Regions from separate parts of the Zea mays genome. Here region 1 is linked to region 2. A link is a contact called in public Hi-C data. All regions are on one chromosome and are shown on one strand. The core of a region is the stretch at or near the end of the contact, and the rest is flanking DNA. Distances in the headings are between cores, read along the strand shown.

Evidence for each region. Hi-C and Micro-C count contacts between places; a contact is called where the count stands out from the background.
Region 1: a Hi-C map of ear shows a contact between it and region 2, with 4 times the contacts expected there. The contact joins the promoter of LOC103640633 here to the enhancer-like site in region 2. A contact is called at or near these places in 3 of 25 Hi-C or Micro-C datasets (ear and root tip).

The regions. Positions count from the first base shown.
Region 1 is chr1:181,022,746-181,029,545 of Zm-B73-REFERENCE-NAM-5.0, forward strand. It overlaps LOC103640633 (putative pentatricopeptide repeat-containing protein At3g25970), which reads left to right and starts at 3,360. Exons shown (of 1, transcript XM_008664090.3): 1 at 3,360-5,719. The coding sequence starts at 3,435. The coding sequence ends at 5,519.
Region 2 is chr1:180,581,448-180,588,549 of Zm-B73-REFERENCE-NAM-5.0, forward strand. It overlaps the pseudogene LOC103645083. Among protein-coding and RNA genes, the nearest start is that of LOC111590781, 100 kb to the left of the region's middle. Within about 2 kb of position 3,419, at least 8 of the 20 cell types and tissues checked have an H3K27ac peak or open chromatin away from gene starts, as enhancers often do. A contact at or near this core is called in ear, where this site is marked.

The DNA.
Region 1 (6,800 bases), core at 2,110-4,609, 440 kb after region 2:
ATTGATACGGATTGGAGAGAATTTTAACTTACTAGGGATTGAAACCCCCTCAATCCCCCTCAATCCATATGGATTGGGGTATAACCGAACAAGCCCTTACCTGGTTGGATGACCGAGTGAAACCAATGCTGCTTTGACTAAGTCTCCAGAAAGCATCGCCAGATATGGTCTCCATCTGAAGGTTGTCACTGCCTGTCCATCATCATCGATTATGCGGCTTGGATTCAAAGGTACACAAAGCCTACTGGCATACTAGCGATCCATCCAAGGATTAACCACATGCGAACTCTCACCAAAAGGAAACAGGCAGCATTCCACTAACCAAACACGATGTTAGTGTTTCAAGAGGCATGGCATGGACTATGCAGCTTTCACATAATGCAGAATGCTATCAAACATTTGCCTCTTCACCAAAAAGGAAAAAGGCATATATGCTCTTGCTGATTTTAGTGCATACATGTTTGAGTATGAGGACAAGGAAACTTTTGAAAGAGAATTTGCCATCTTGAGGACAAAGGTAGAAAACCAAACTTGGTTAGATAGCATTCACAAGTTGAAAGAAAAAAAAATGGGAAGAATGTTATATGAGAATAAAATTAATATATGCACTGGTCCTTCTAATGCTGAAAATAGTGCAGCTCAGGTTGATGTTGTTGTACCAAAGGAGACATTGAGTAATGCACAATTAAAGAAAAAAGAGATCGGCATAAGAAGTTCAAAGAGACAAAAATTTAGGTGGGAAGGAAAGCACTAGAGGAGGAAAAAAAAGGACAAAACAAAAATCTATTGCAGGTACAAGTACCGAAGGTATGTCAAAAATTTGAACTAGTGATTTATAACATGCCATTCGGTATTTTAGTTTCATGCATATCTGATTTTTTAAATTTTGTTTCTTGCAAGGCACAAGAGGTAGGGTAAGCAAGCACTGCCATTCAGTTCCAAAAATAACTTGATTTAAAAGATACTTCCGAGGAGCTATTGGAGATGCTCTAAGTCAGCTGATCTGGTTCCCCAGCGGCCCTAGAGATGGTAATGGGTACTCGTGACCCAGTACCTGATGGATATTTACTCCATCAGGGTATGTATTTGGGCTAAATAGTCTACCCATGTGTTTGTTATTGGACAAAAATCTTCACCCAACGGATAAATGGGTATTAAAACGTTCCGCCTTCACCCATACCCGTTAACCCGTGGGTATAAAAAACCCAATATAAACTTAGCTCAAGCATGACTTGGACTTTAGTCATCCATCTTTTTTATTATTTAACAACCTTTTAGGTCACTATGTTATAGAAGGCTTAACGACAATTTAATGACTATGTAATGGAACATGTAACGTGCTATGTAGTACTATTCTAATGTTACTATTTTATCTAATTATCTTTGATGTGTTGAATGGATGGTTAAATGATACTAGAAATTTTGTAATGGTATTTAGATTGATATACTTGACATTTGTATAATATAATATTTTAATAGATGTTTAATTTTTTAGGTACAGGTGACCCGATGGGTGACTTAGGGCCCGTTTGGCAAAGCTCGAGCTCCTGCTTCTTTAGCTCCAGATCCTGATCCTCATGAGGAGCTGATCCTCCTGATTCTCCTAGAAAATCAGAATCATTTTTAAAATTGTTTGGCAAGTAAACTGATTCTTGTCTTCTGAGAGTTGGTGGTCTGTGGCGATTGTCTGTTTTACCCTTTGAAGTTCAACTTTGTTACAAACCAATAAGTAGGATGCATATACAGAAAAAAAATATGAAACAATAACATATAAAATATTCCCATCATAGTAGTGCATAAAATGGTCTTAAATGTTTAATCCATAAATTGGCTCGTTATGTTTTTGTCCAATGGCAATTGCGGGTAATTTCGATTAAACTTTAAGGGGAGGTCCATATTTGGTTGGTTGAGGAGCTGTTTTAAGGGAGGGTGGAGCAGGTTTTTTTAGATCCCACCTTTTTTCACAAAAACGACTTCCGATCTTTCAGCTGCACACGAGAATCAGTTTAAAAAAATACCCGTTTGGCACGGCTGCTCCAGATCCTCGCTTAGAATCAGGAGCTGGAGCTGTGCCAAACGGGCCCTTATACTCACATGGGTATGAGTATGAATATGAGGGTAAATCCATATATATCAGTGTATATGGATGATTCGATAAAGTTATTTTTATGTCGTCGGTACGAGTATAGATATTAGTAACCAATGATTATTTATTCATTGCCATCTCTAACTGCCACCGCCCACCAGCCACTCCATCTAGTTCGCAGCCGGCCCCGGCCTCCACTCACCAGTAGCTCGGGCTCGGCGGTGGCCCCGACCTCGACTGCGAGTGGCGAGCCCTCGACGCCGCCAGCGGCCAGCCCCGGACTCTCGCACTCCACCAGCAGAGGCACCAGTCCATCACTCCGTCGTCAATTCGTCATCGTGATTCGTGAACCGGCTTCCGCGCCTTCGTCCAGCAAGCCGCCATCAGCCTGCTTCGGTTGTACCTTCTTATTTGCAGCAAGCCATTGCCCTCGCCCCCTATGGCAACACCAACAGAGCAGTCATCTAACAATGTATGATTTGATTTTGATGATGGATGTGTCCTCTACAGCCGGTTAATAGAGACCGGATTAAGTTTAATCCAACTATCGTCTCTTTAATCGAGCCCTTAATCGAGAGGACCCACGTTAACCTTGATTAAAGCCCGCAGGCACACAATGCTATAAATATAGAACTGATGGGTCGCAGAAAAGACTAACGCTAATACCTCGTCTTAAAACTCTAGTTCCCAGAGGCCCCATCGCCTAAACGTCCTGAAAACGCTACAATCCACTGCGGCCTCGGATCTCGACGTCCAAGCCACCTCTGTAGGACGACAGCGTCGGGATTAGAGATGGTGGGCGAGGATCGGATCCGTCTCCTCCACTACAGAGCAACGATATGTCATCCTAATCACCTCTGTTTATATGTTCATAGTGAGCACATGCATAGATTCAATGCTATTCATTCAAGTAACCTCGGATTAGTCTAAGTAGGACACTATTAGAGCAACTCTAAAAGAACGAGTAAATTAACCCAAAACAGATATTAATCAAGAATAGTGTTTTTTCTTACTTCAATAGCTCCCTCATTTTTTTCCTAAAAAATTGGTGTCCCGCATCCACAGTCTCCCCTCCCTCATATTTTGGTGTGTTCTATCCCTCTCCAATCAATTTCTCAACGTATCAAATCATCATCAGCCTCCCGACGGATTACGCCACATATCATATTTAAAATAACTGTTGGAGTACACATTATAATTTACTCTTAAAACTTTTTAGTCTACTTTTAATAATCAGTTTTGGGGTAAAAATTTTAGGTTATTAACGTTTGCCTCCCGGCTCCGCAAATGCCCGCGCACGGCACGCGCGGGGACGCATCCACCGCCACCGTAGCCTGTATAGCTGCGCATGCACCGCCGCCAGCACCACGCACTCGCTGCCGCCAAGTCCCACGCCACGCTCCTCAAGTCCGGCGCCTCCTCCCCCACGCCCTGGAACCAGCTCCTCACAGCGTACTCCGCCACTGGCCTCGCCGCCGCGCGCCGGGTGTTCGACGAGATCCCCCACCCCGACGCGGCCTCCTGGAACTCCCTCCTTGCCGCGCACGTCGCGGCTGGAGCGCACCGGGACGCATGGCGCCTGCTTCGGGCCATGCACGCGCGGGGGCTCGCCGCCAGCACCTTCGCCCTCGGCTCGGCGCTCCGCTCCGCGGCCGCCGCGCGACGCCCTGAGCTCGGCGCCCAGCTGCAGTCATTTTCCGTCAGGTGCGGCCTCGCTGATAACGTCTTCCCTGCGAGTGCGTTGCTCGATGTGTATGCGAAATGTGGCCGCTTGGGCGATGCTCGCCGGGTGTTCGATGGAATGCCAGTGCGGAATATCGTTTCTTGGAACGCGATCATTGCTGGGTATACGGACTCTCGGAAGCCGGCAGAAGCAATGGAGCTGTTTCTTGAGATGCAGAGGGTGGGGTCGGTCCCGGATGGTACGACATTTGCTGTCTTACTCGCGACAATTGCTGGCCCAAGGTGGTATTCCTTGATGCGGCAGCTGCATGGCAAGATTGTGAAGTATGGTTCTGCGTTGGGGTTGGTAGCGCTGAATGCAGCAATCACTGCATACTCACAGTGTGATGCGCTTGCAGACTCTAGAAAGATTTTTGATGGAATTGAGAGCAGGGATCTGATATCATGGAATTCTATGCTAGGAGCCTACGCTTACCATGGGCTGGACGATGAGGCAATGAGATTCTTTGTCAGGATGATGAGAGAGAGTGGAATCCAGCCTGACATGTATAGCTTTACAAGTGCCATAAGTGTTTGTTCGGAGCATGGGTGTGATGATCAGCAAGGGAGATCGATTCATAGTTTGGTGATCAAGTTTGGGTTGGAAGGAGTCACACCTGTTTGCAATGCTATGATCGCCATGTACACTAGGTTTGCTGATAACTGCATGATGGAGGATGCTTATAACTGCTTTAGTTCTTTGGTTTTTAAGGATGCAGTCTCCTGGAACTCTATGCTAACTGGATATTCACATCACGGTTTGAGTTCTGATGCTTTGAAATTCTTCAGATGCATGCGGGCAGAGAATATTAGAACAGATGAGTTTGGGCTCTCTGCTGCTCTGAGGTCTTGCTCAGACCTTGCTGTACTTCGGCTAGGTAGACAAGTACACAGTTTGGTCGTCCAATCTGGTTTTGCTTCCAATGACTTCGTTTCAAGTTCGCTGATCTTCATGTATTCTAAGTGCGGAGTGCTTGGTGACGCAAGAAAGTCCTTCGAAGAGGCAGACAAGAGTAGCTCTGTGCCCTGGAACTCTATGATGTTTGGTTATGCTCAACATGGGCAGGCACAGACTGTGACCGACCTCTTCAATGAGATGCTGGACCTTGAGGTTCCTTTGGATCATGTGACCTTTGTTGCCCTGATTACCGCCTACAGCCATGGTGGTCTTGTAGATGAAGGGTCAGAAATTCTCAATACGATGGAAACTAGGTATAAAATTCCTATGCGAATGGAGCACTATGCATGTGGTGTTGATCTATATGGGAGGGCAGGACAGCTTGATAAAGCAAAAGAGCTTATTGAGTCTATGCCATTTCAGCCAGATGCCATAGTTTGGATGACCCTTTTAGGTGCTTGCAGAATCCATGGGAATATGGAACTAGCAAGCGATGTGGCAAGGCATTTATTTGTGGCGGAACCTCGACAGCACTCCACCTACGTTCTTCTCTCCAGCATGTATTCTGGTCTTGGTATGTGGAGTGACAGAGCAACAGTGCAGAAGGTAATGAGGAACAGGGCATTAAGCAAAATTCCTGGATGGAGCTGGATTGAGGTGAAAAATGAGGTGCATTCCTTTAACGCAGATGATAGGTCACACCCAAGGATGGTTGAAATCTTTGATATGTTAAGAATGCTGCTTCAGGTTGCACCGAGGCTTTGCTCTTCTGGAGGTGAAGAGATTCCCATGACAATATCCAGTGAAACATGACCTGCAACCTTTTGTCTTGCACATTTTTTCTTAACAACCCAGTGTTATCATTGTTTTTTTTTTTTTGAAAAGAAATTTACTGTAGGAGACTCCTACAGTATTTATTTTATTGTTTCAGACGATTACTTTACAAGTTACATAGATGATATGTTACAGCGATTGAAGCCAATGTCTAACATTCTCCGCTAGCGTTTCTTTCATTCTGTAAGTGTTGAGGTTCATTTCCTGAGCGAAGATATAGTTTTGCAACCCTGGATAGTAGAGGGGGGATTTAAAAAATCCATCCATTTCTACAGCTCCAGATACACCATATCATGGTGATGATTGTCTCCATGAACCATGGTTGCGCCAGCTTCCTTCTCATTCTTTTAACCGCCAGATGGAGGTTAGTCGAGCGTGTTGGTGTGATTCCCACAATTTCGTTTTAAGGATATACTAGTTTTAAGTGTCGTTTGGAGTTGGAAGGCACATAGAGTATTTTTGGATCTTGTTTTTCCTTTGACCATACTATAAAGGAGAGGGGGTATAAACCATTACCTTGACCTAGGTAAGTCTAATGAGTTTAGTGTGGTGCACACTAGTGTCTTTAGCTCTAGGTAGGCTAGATTAGGCCCCAAAGTGTGGATCAAACCCTATTCCCATGTTTTTAGAGTTTGAAGGGTTTTAGAGGTGTCAGACCTTGAGCTTCAGGATGGTCGGACCGATGGTGATGGTTCGATGCCTCCACGTGTGAGAGCTTGATCGTTGGACTCTGTGAAAACACTAGATTGTCAGCCAACTGTGATGGTTCGACGCCTCCACGCAGACAACCTGCGAGAGCTTGATCATCGGACTCTGTGAGCAATAGATCATTGGACAAATAGTGATGGTCTAATGCCTCCATGTAGGCAACCTGTGAGAGTTTGATTGTTAGACTCCACAAAAAGTAGATCGTCGGTCGGACCACTGCATATGTTGACGGTCCGTGTAAACAGATAAGAGAGTTTTATGTTGCTTAGGACTCGTCCGATGGTGGTCATCGGACCATAGGACACAACTGTAGTAGCTAGGGTTCTTTCTATACGGTTATTGGACCATGTGAATAGTACTATCTTGGGACCAATGGGCTATGGTTCGACGTCTCTTTGTTAAGTGACCAGAGACGGTTTCACATGTGTCAAACTGATCAGACGGTGAGTGAGTGTGCGACCATACGCTCAGTGCAGTAACTCAAACAACTAGTACTGACATAGGAAGTACACGATTAACATCGTGTTTCATTGGGAAAAAAAAAGGTCTCGT
Region 2 (7,102 bases), core at 2,169-4,668:
CTAAACCATTTTGTTGATGTGTGTGTGGGCATGTCACTCTGTGATTAATGCCAGTGGACTGAAAATATTTGTGTAAGCGTTGGTACTCCCCTCCCCAATCAGATTGAACAGCCTTAATTTTAGTGTTTAGCATGAGCTCAACATGTTTTTGAAACTGAAGGAAAACCTGTTCAACATCAGATTTGTTTTTCACAAAGTATATCCACACATATCTACTGAAATCATCAACAAAAGAGACATAATACTTTGATTTATTTATTGATGAAATTGCAGGACCCCATACATCGGTCTGTACAAGTTCCAGAGGTGCAGTAGACATATGCAGAGCATGAGGAAAAGGTAGCTGATGAGATTTTCCTAGTTGACAAGCATGGCAAATCAAGGAAGGAGAAATCTCTGAATTTACAGCTATGTTATTATCTTGTAAAACTCTAATGATGATTGGAGAGGCTGGATGTCCAAGTCTTCTATGCCACAGATCTGATGAACTCTTCTCTGTCAGCAGTGCTAAGCTCTTATTTGGGAATATGTAGAGACCATTCCTACATTTGCCTCTGAGAAGAAGTTGCTTCGTGGTTTGATCCTTAACAAAGAAATGATTAGGATGGAGTTCAACAAAGGCATTGTTATCAGCAGCTAACTTTCTAATGGAAATCAAGTGTTTGTTTATCTTGGGTACATATAAGATATGGTTGAGGTACAGTGGCCTAGCTGAACCAGAAATAGATGAATGACCAACATGGGTTATAGACAAACCTGCTCCATTTGCAACTTGGACTTGATCTCCACCATTGTAGCGCTCCTTGAAGGTCAGTCTTTCAAGATCATTGGTTATATGGTCTGTGGCACCACTATCCATATACCAATTTGGATCAACGTTGTATCCATGAGTTGCTGCTGCTGCCTGTTTCACAGTTGCTTCAGGCTGAAAGCTTTGATCAAACCTGTGCCAGCACTGAAGTGCATCATGGCTTCCTTTTCCACATATCTGGCACGCAGGACCATTGAAGTTGTTGTTCTGTGACCTTCCAGGTACAGGTGAGCGACCACCTCGCCCCCTTTGCCAGCTGCCGCCCTTTGGTGAACGGCCACGACCACGATTATTCCTGCCAAAACTCTGTCCAGTACCACCACGACCCCCAAATTTGTTTGCAGAATTAATAGAGGATACCTGACCATGGCCACCGTACTGCTCTTGCCGAATTTCAAAGCTGAGCAGATGCGCGTAGACGTTGCTGATGGTGTATGTGTCGGATCGAGTGGTGATGCTGGTGACGAGTGAATCATACTCTGCTGGGAGGCCACGCAGCAAGTATGAGATGAACTCCTCATCTGCCAGTCTCTTGCCGATGGCCGCCAGTGTGTCAGCTAACTGCTTGACCTTCCTGAAGTAGTCGGCGGCACTGAGATCATTCTTCTGGATCGTCGCGAGTTGCATCCGTATCTGCATGATACGTGCTCGCGATGTTGATGCATACATCTTCTCCAGCGTGCTCCATGCCTCTCGAGCGGTGGTGGCGTCGATGACATCCGACAGGATCTCTTCAGAGAGGGAGGAGTTGATCGCGCTGAGAACGAGCTGGTCCTGATGGTACCAGCTTGTGTACTCCGGGTTGATGACGATGGCGCGTCCACTTGTCGCCTCTGATGGTTCGGCGATGATGGTTTGTCGTGGTGGCACCACGGATCCGTCGATGTAGCCTGCAAGACCTTGACTACGAAGGTACGGCAAGACTTGGGCAGACCAGAGAAGATAATTCTCCTGGTTCAGTTTCACACTCACGACATGGCTGAACGCCGGTGTGGGCATGGTGCTAAAACCGGCGGCTAGGCTAGTGGTTGTGGAGAAAGTGGACATGGCGATTTCTTTGGATCGTAGGCTCTGGTACCATGAAAAGTTTCTTCTGAACTGCGCATCTATCCTCGTGGGATAGTAGCCTCTATTTATATCAGAGTTACAGGAATGGATTGGGATCAATTGATCCGGTTTACATGGATCAAGCGTGGACTGAGCTGCTAGACGCACGGAGCCAGTCAACAGCTACCAGTAAACTAGCGAACCTCTAACAGAATACATACACATACTCTTAACATCGATCTCCGCCAGCCACGCTAGACGGCCTTGGCCCCACTCCACGTCCACGCCGTCGAGGTCACCGCCTGCGCCCGCCACTGCAAAAGCATAGACATGGACCGGTCTCCCCGTACGTGAGTCTCTAGTGCAACGGCAAGAAGAACTCATGTACTGCTGGTAATTACATGAAAACGAAGGAATGGCAATTGGCATCCACTAAGCAATTGAAGCAATTGAACGCAAAAATCATTTACAGAGGTGGAAGATGTGCGTGGGTGGTTACTTACTCGAATGGTGTGTGTATGGTATGTCCGCGTAGTACGTGCAGTCCCTGTCCTCCTCTATGGAGGAAGGGGCTCGAGGACGTCGAGGATCGTGCAGTTCGCCATGACGGTGAACTGGTGCATGTTCCCTCCTACCGTCGGGTATAGCACGGAGGTGTCGCACGTACGGCGCTGTGAAGACGTCGTCCACCACCAGTTCTACCAGCCTCACTGCGCAGGAACAGAACAAGATCTTAGACATCACTACATCAGAACATGTGTATGTATCTATCTGCTCTACAGAGGGTTAACAAGAGAAACAGACGATCACGCCGGCGACAGTGCTAAGGAGCAGAACCATACGACACTGTCAACGCCGGGAGAAAGACGGCGGCTGAGGTAGAGAAGGAGTTGAGGGAGGAAGAATGAATACGAAGATAGAACGTAGTGATAGGTATTATGTTCTTTCTTGAGTTCCACTTCTCCACAACAGAGGAATAAGTACTCGTTATTACATGGGCTGACAAATCATTAGTTCACCCATTCCGGGCCCACCAAACGAGAGTTGGGCATAGTCTTCCTTCTGGGCCGTCCACCCGCAACGGAGTCTGCTTGATCAGCTCCCGCGTACGAAACGTGATATGCTCCGTCGTCTTCTGCTTCCTCCGTGGCTGTAGCTTCTTGTGCCTCCGGTACATTACTGACAGACATGGTCCACATGGATTCACCATCGGAGGATGAAGAACTAGTAGTGCTCGCAGAAGGATCAGGACCAGCGCGGAGCCAGTCGTACGACTTGATGTGCATCGACCCGAGGAGCAGCTTGCCGAACACCGTCATTCCAGGGTGGTTGTGGAGAGGGATCACCACGTTTCATGGCAAGAATAGTGTCACAATCTGCCAAACGTACGGGAAGGTTTGATAAAAACACGAGCTTTTCAGTACTGCACACCATCAAACAAAATTAAGCACAGTCAGGTGTCAGCCTACCGAGAAACTCGGGCATTTGTATATCGCCGTGTGCGTTATCGTCGGGACGACCTGAGCAGTGGCGGTGTCTCGAGCCCTAAAGAATCTCAGGTCTGGGCTTAGGCCCACATCCTCTGGCCGCATTCCCTCTGCACTTGATAGGAGCAGGAGTTCAGATTTCAGCAAACCCATGCACGAAACGTGTGCATACATGCTGTTCTTCAGAGCGGAACCTCGAGAATGAAATCGTCCATGTCTTTTGTGTTGTATTCGATTGTGATTTGTTTCTTCCTCACCCTCACTCTAAAGTTCTCTTGCTTGCGCTTGATTCTAACTCATTTGTGTTGCTCCTGAAGTAATTTCACAATCATATTTAGCAACTCTAACAAGAACTTCTCTCCCTCGCTTCGATTAAGTTGTTTTCTTGTTCTAACGCCTAACCAGGGTTTGAGTTTTTGTATATAGTGATAAATTTTATGTTTCGCCTATTCACCTCTCCTCTAGGCGACTTTCAATTCTCCAATTCCAATTCCCTCATCTCTTCATGCATCCTTTTGTGTTATTTGTCACTTAGAACCTCAAACATTTAATCTGATCAATTCTGCCACATCTTTGAGTTCCAATATACTATAATGGTCATCAAGAACCTTTCCAAACTCAGGACTGGCCCAAACACTAAAATCAAAGTGAGCACAACTTTTAAGTCCTTCCATGTTCTAACTTTGATACTTTCAGCTTGATCTTGTGACCATGTCCTTTTCTTGAGCTAGTACCTCTTGAGACTTATGACTTGAACCATCCAAATGTATATAAATTACTCTGATGAATTCAAGTCACGTCTTCTTATGTTGTCGTCTTCAATATCACACAACTCTTCACATGTTGATCACCTTTGACTCTTGCAAGCAGTTTCTTCTTCACTTTAGCTTTTGATACCTCAATCTTCTTGACCTTCTCCTTTACTTAGTTCCTCGAAGTTATTCCTTACCTTAGTCCTTGGTCTACCAAACTGACTCCAAGTCAAGTTCAATGACTAGCAACTTAATCAATGTCCATTCTGCTTAACCTTATTCAACTTAGGATTACTCTCCTTAGCATGACCTCTCTTGGACTTGATTGGTTCTTCGACTCAATGTAATTACTTGCTTCTTCACCTTAGCTTTGGTACATAAATCCTCTTTACCATCTCCTTTGCTTAGTTCTTCGAAGCCATATTTCCATGCTATCTTCACATTATCAAGCCTTCCTTAAGTCATACCATCTTGAGTGTACATTGAATATCCTTCTTGTGATATACATTCAATCCGTTGTCTTGATCCTTGTACGATATCCACTTTCATACCTAAGTTCCTATTCAACACTCAACAGGCTTGATTAGTCATTTAATTTTGTTTTCATTCAAACACCAAATCCCACAAAGGGCTAGATGCACTTTCAGAAGGATTGTGGATAGGATTTTTTTCTCAAGAAAAGAATAGGAACAGACCAACCAATGAAAAAATGATTTTTAAGTTAGATAATTTGAATAAGAAAATATCAGGTTAACGTATGCCAACACTTCTATAACTATTTTCAATATTATTTTTAGCTTGGAAAGTTAGTAATTTCTCTCTCACTATATTTGCCAACTTCCGAGGGAAGACGTACCTTCGATGCTAGCAAAGCGCCCTCTAAGACTCTGTCAGCAGAAGATAGAGCTACAGTGAGCCTGGGTGGGACCAACCTAGCATTCTCGGGATCCTCTACTGTAGAGGCCAAGCCTCCAACCAGCCATGTCCTAACGCCCTACAAAATCCTCTAACATTTCTCATGATTCCTCTAGGATGAGACGGTCCCGACGCCACGTGCTCCCCTCACCAAGACAAGATGTGGTGCTAGATAAATAAAATATAGCGCATGTCCATCGCTATGGTGTATCCATGAATACTAAATGGTGTGCGTTGGTACCATAGTCCATATAGCCATGTCTAGAGTTCTAGGCCTACCACAAGCACTATAAAGAACATGTAGCTATACTGCCTACTACTACACCGTACTCAACAACGTGGACACTCATAGCGATCATTGTAGCACAACATGCTTACTACAATGACAAGAGTATGAGTCGACATGCATCACATACGAATCAACAAATATGACATGATAGGGTTGATGAATGTGAGGTTACGGTTGTGGTGGTGACAGGCTGACAGCGATGGGGGTAGCCTAGTCGAGGCTAGGTTGAATGATGAGTGGATTGTTTGGTGGTAGCTTTGATATGGTAACTCATCCATTGCAACTTCTCAAGCATCTATTTTGTTGTTTTTCTTCGTAGCCATTAGCAATGATGCATAATAGGCTACTACGACAAACATCATTTACAAAACAAACATGTGTTACAAACATTACAATAAAGTCATACGAGAGAATTGAACAAGTTTTTTGGAATTTTGTTGAAAAATTATAAAGGTTTACCTGATTGAAGGACTCTATGAATAAATGGGTTGTCTCTGAGAACAAATTTTGTAATTATCGATCAATTGTTAGCATTTTCAACTAACATTAGCACCACAAAATCGAGGTTGGTAATCCTTGCATTTGCTACATATCTAGCTAATAAGCCCAGTGCCTCTATGTCGTCCGCCCCGACCTGCACCAACGCCTTGTACCTTAGAAGCCCAGGTGCCTCCTCCATGCCGCTCATCTCGTATCAGTAAATGTTGCCCTGTGGCCGTGCAACTGTCCAACGAGCACATGTCGTTGTCGCTACACACGCCCTGACGTTGTGGCACACGCGTCACTCGCCCCTGCGCCCTCGCCCCTGGCCCAGCCTTTATCTTTGACAGCTAGGCCTAGTCGCTGAAAATAACTCTTATATTTTCAACGATCAAGGCTAGCCACCGAAAATAAAGGCTATCAGGATTATTTTTAGCGATGGCCACCGAAAATAATCCTTATTTTTAGCGGTGGCCATGAAAAATAATCAATTTTTTGGCAAGAAACTTCCAATTAGTAGTGCCACCAAAAATAAGTTAATTTTTGTAGAAAATGCTTATTTTTAGCTGGCTCTAGCCACCAAAATTAAATGTTTTTCTGTAGTATCATGTTTGCATTGTCGACTTGTCATGCATAAAGACTACTGCTACCAAAGAACTATTAAATCGTGATGATTAGTCAACTGATTCGGTTGACACTAAGAGTTAGAGGATAGATTAGAGTCCACCAAAAACATGGGTCGATCGAATAGACTTCAAAATTAAAACAAAAAAGTCACAATATGCATATCTTCTTAATAAAATAAGTAATTAATAATTATATAAAACAATTAAATCTTAGACTAATAGCCCAACAAATATTAAACTGTAACTATCTAACTTTCCAAAAAACCTATAACTAAGATCCCCACCACATTTTCTCGTTCTTGTATATGTGAGGCAAAGTGAAGCTTTTGGTCATCTCATCGTGTTTCGCGTCCTTTGCATCTTGGGGTACATCTATGATGTGTTTAACGCTGTAACCGGAGGCCAACTCATTGGACTTCAGATGGAGATCGTGTGGCTAGCAAGGCAAGTGGTGACGTGGATGAACGGGATGCAGGCTTTGCTTCCGCGTTTAATATATAGAAAAGAAGGCTCTAACGCTGTAACTAGAGGCCGACTCATTGGACGTCAGATGAAGATCATGTGGCTCGCAAGGCAAGTGGTGACGTGGACGAACGGGAGCAGGCTTTATTACCGCGTTTAATATATAGTTTAATGTTTGTTGAAGTGATGACTTCGATCTAATCTAGAAATATGTAGTGAATTGTGCTAACATA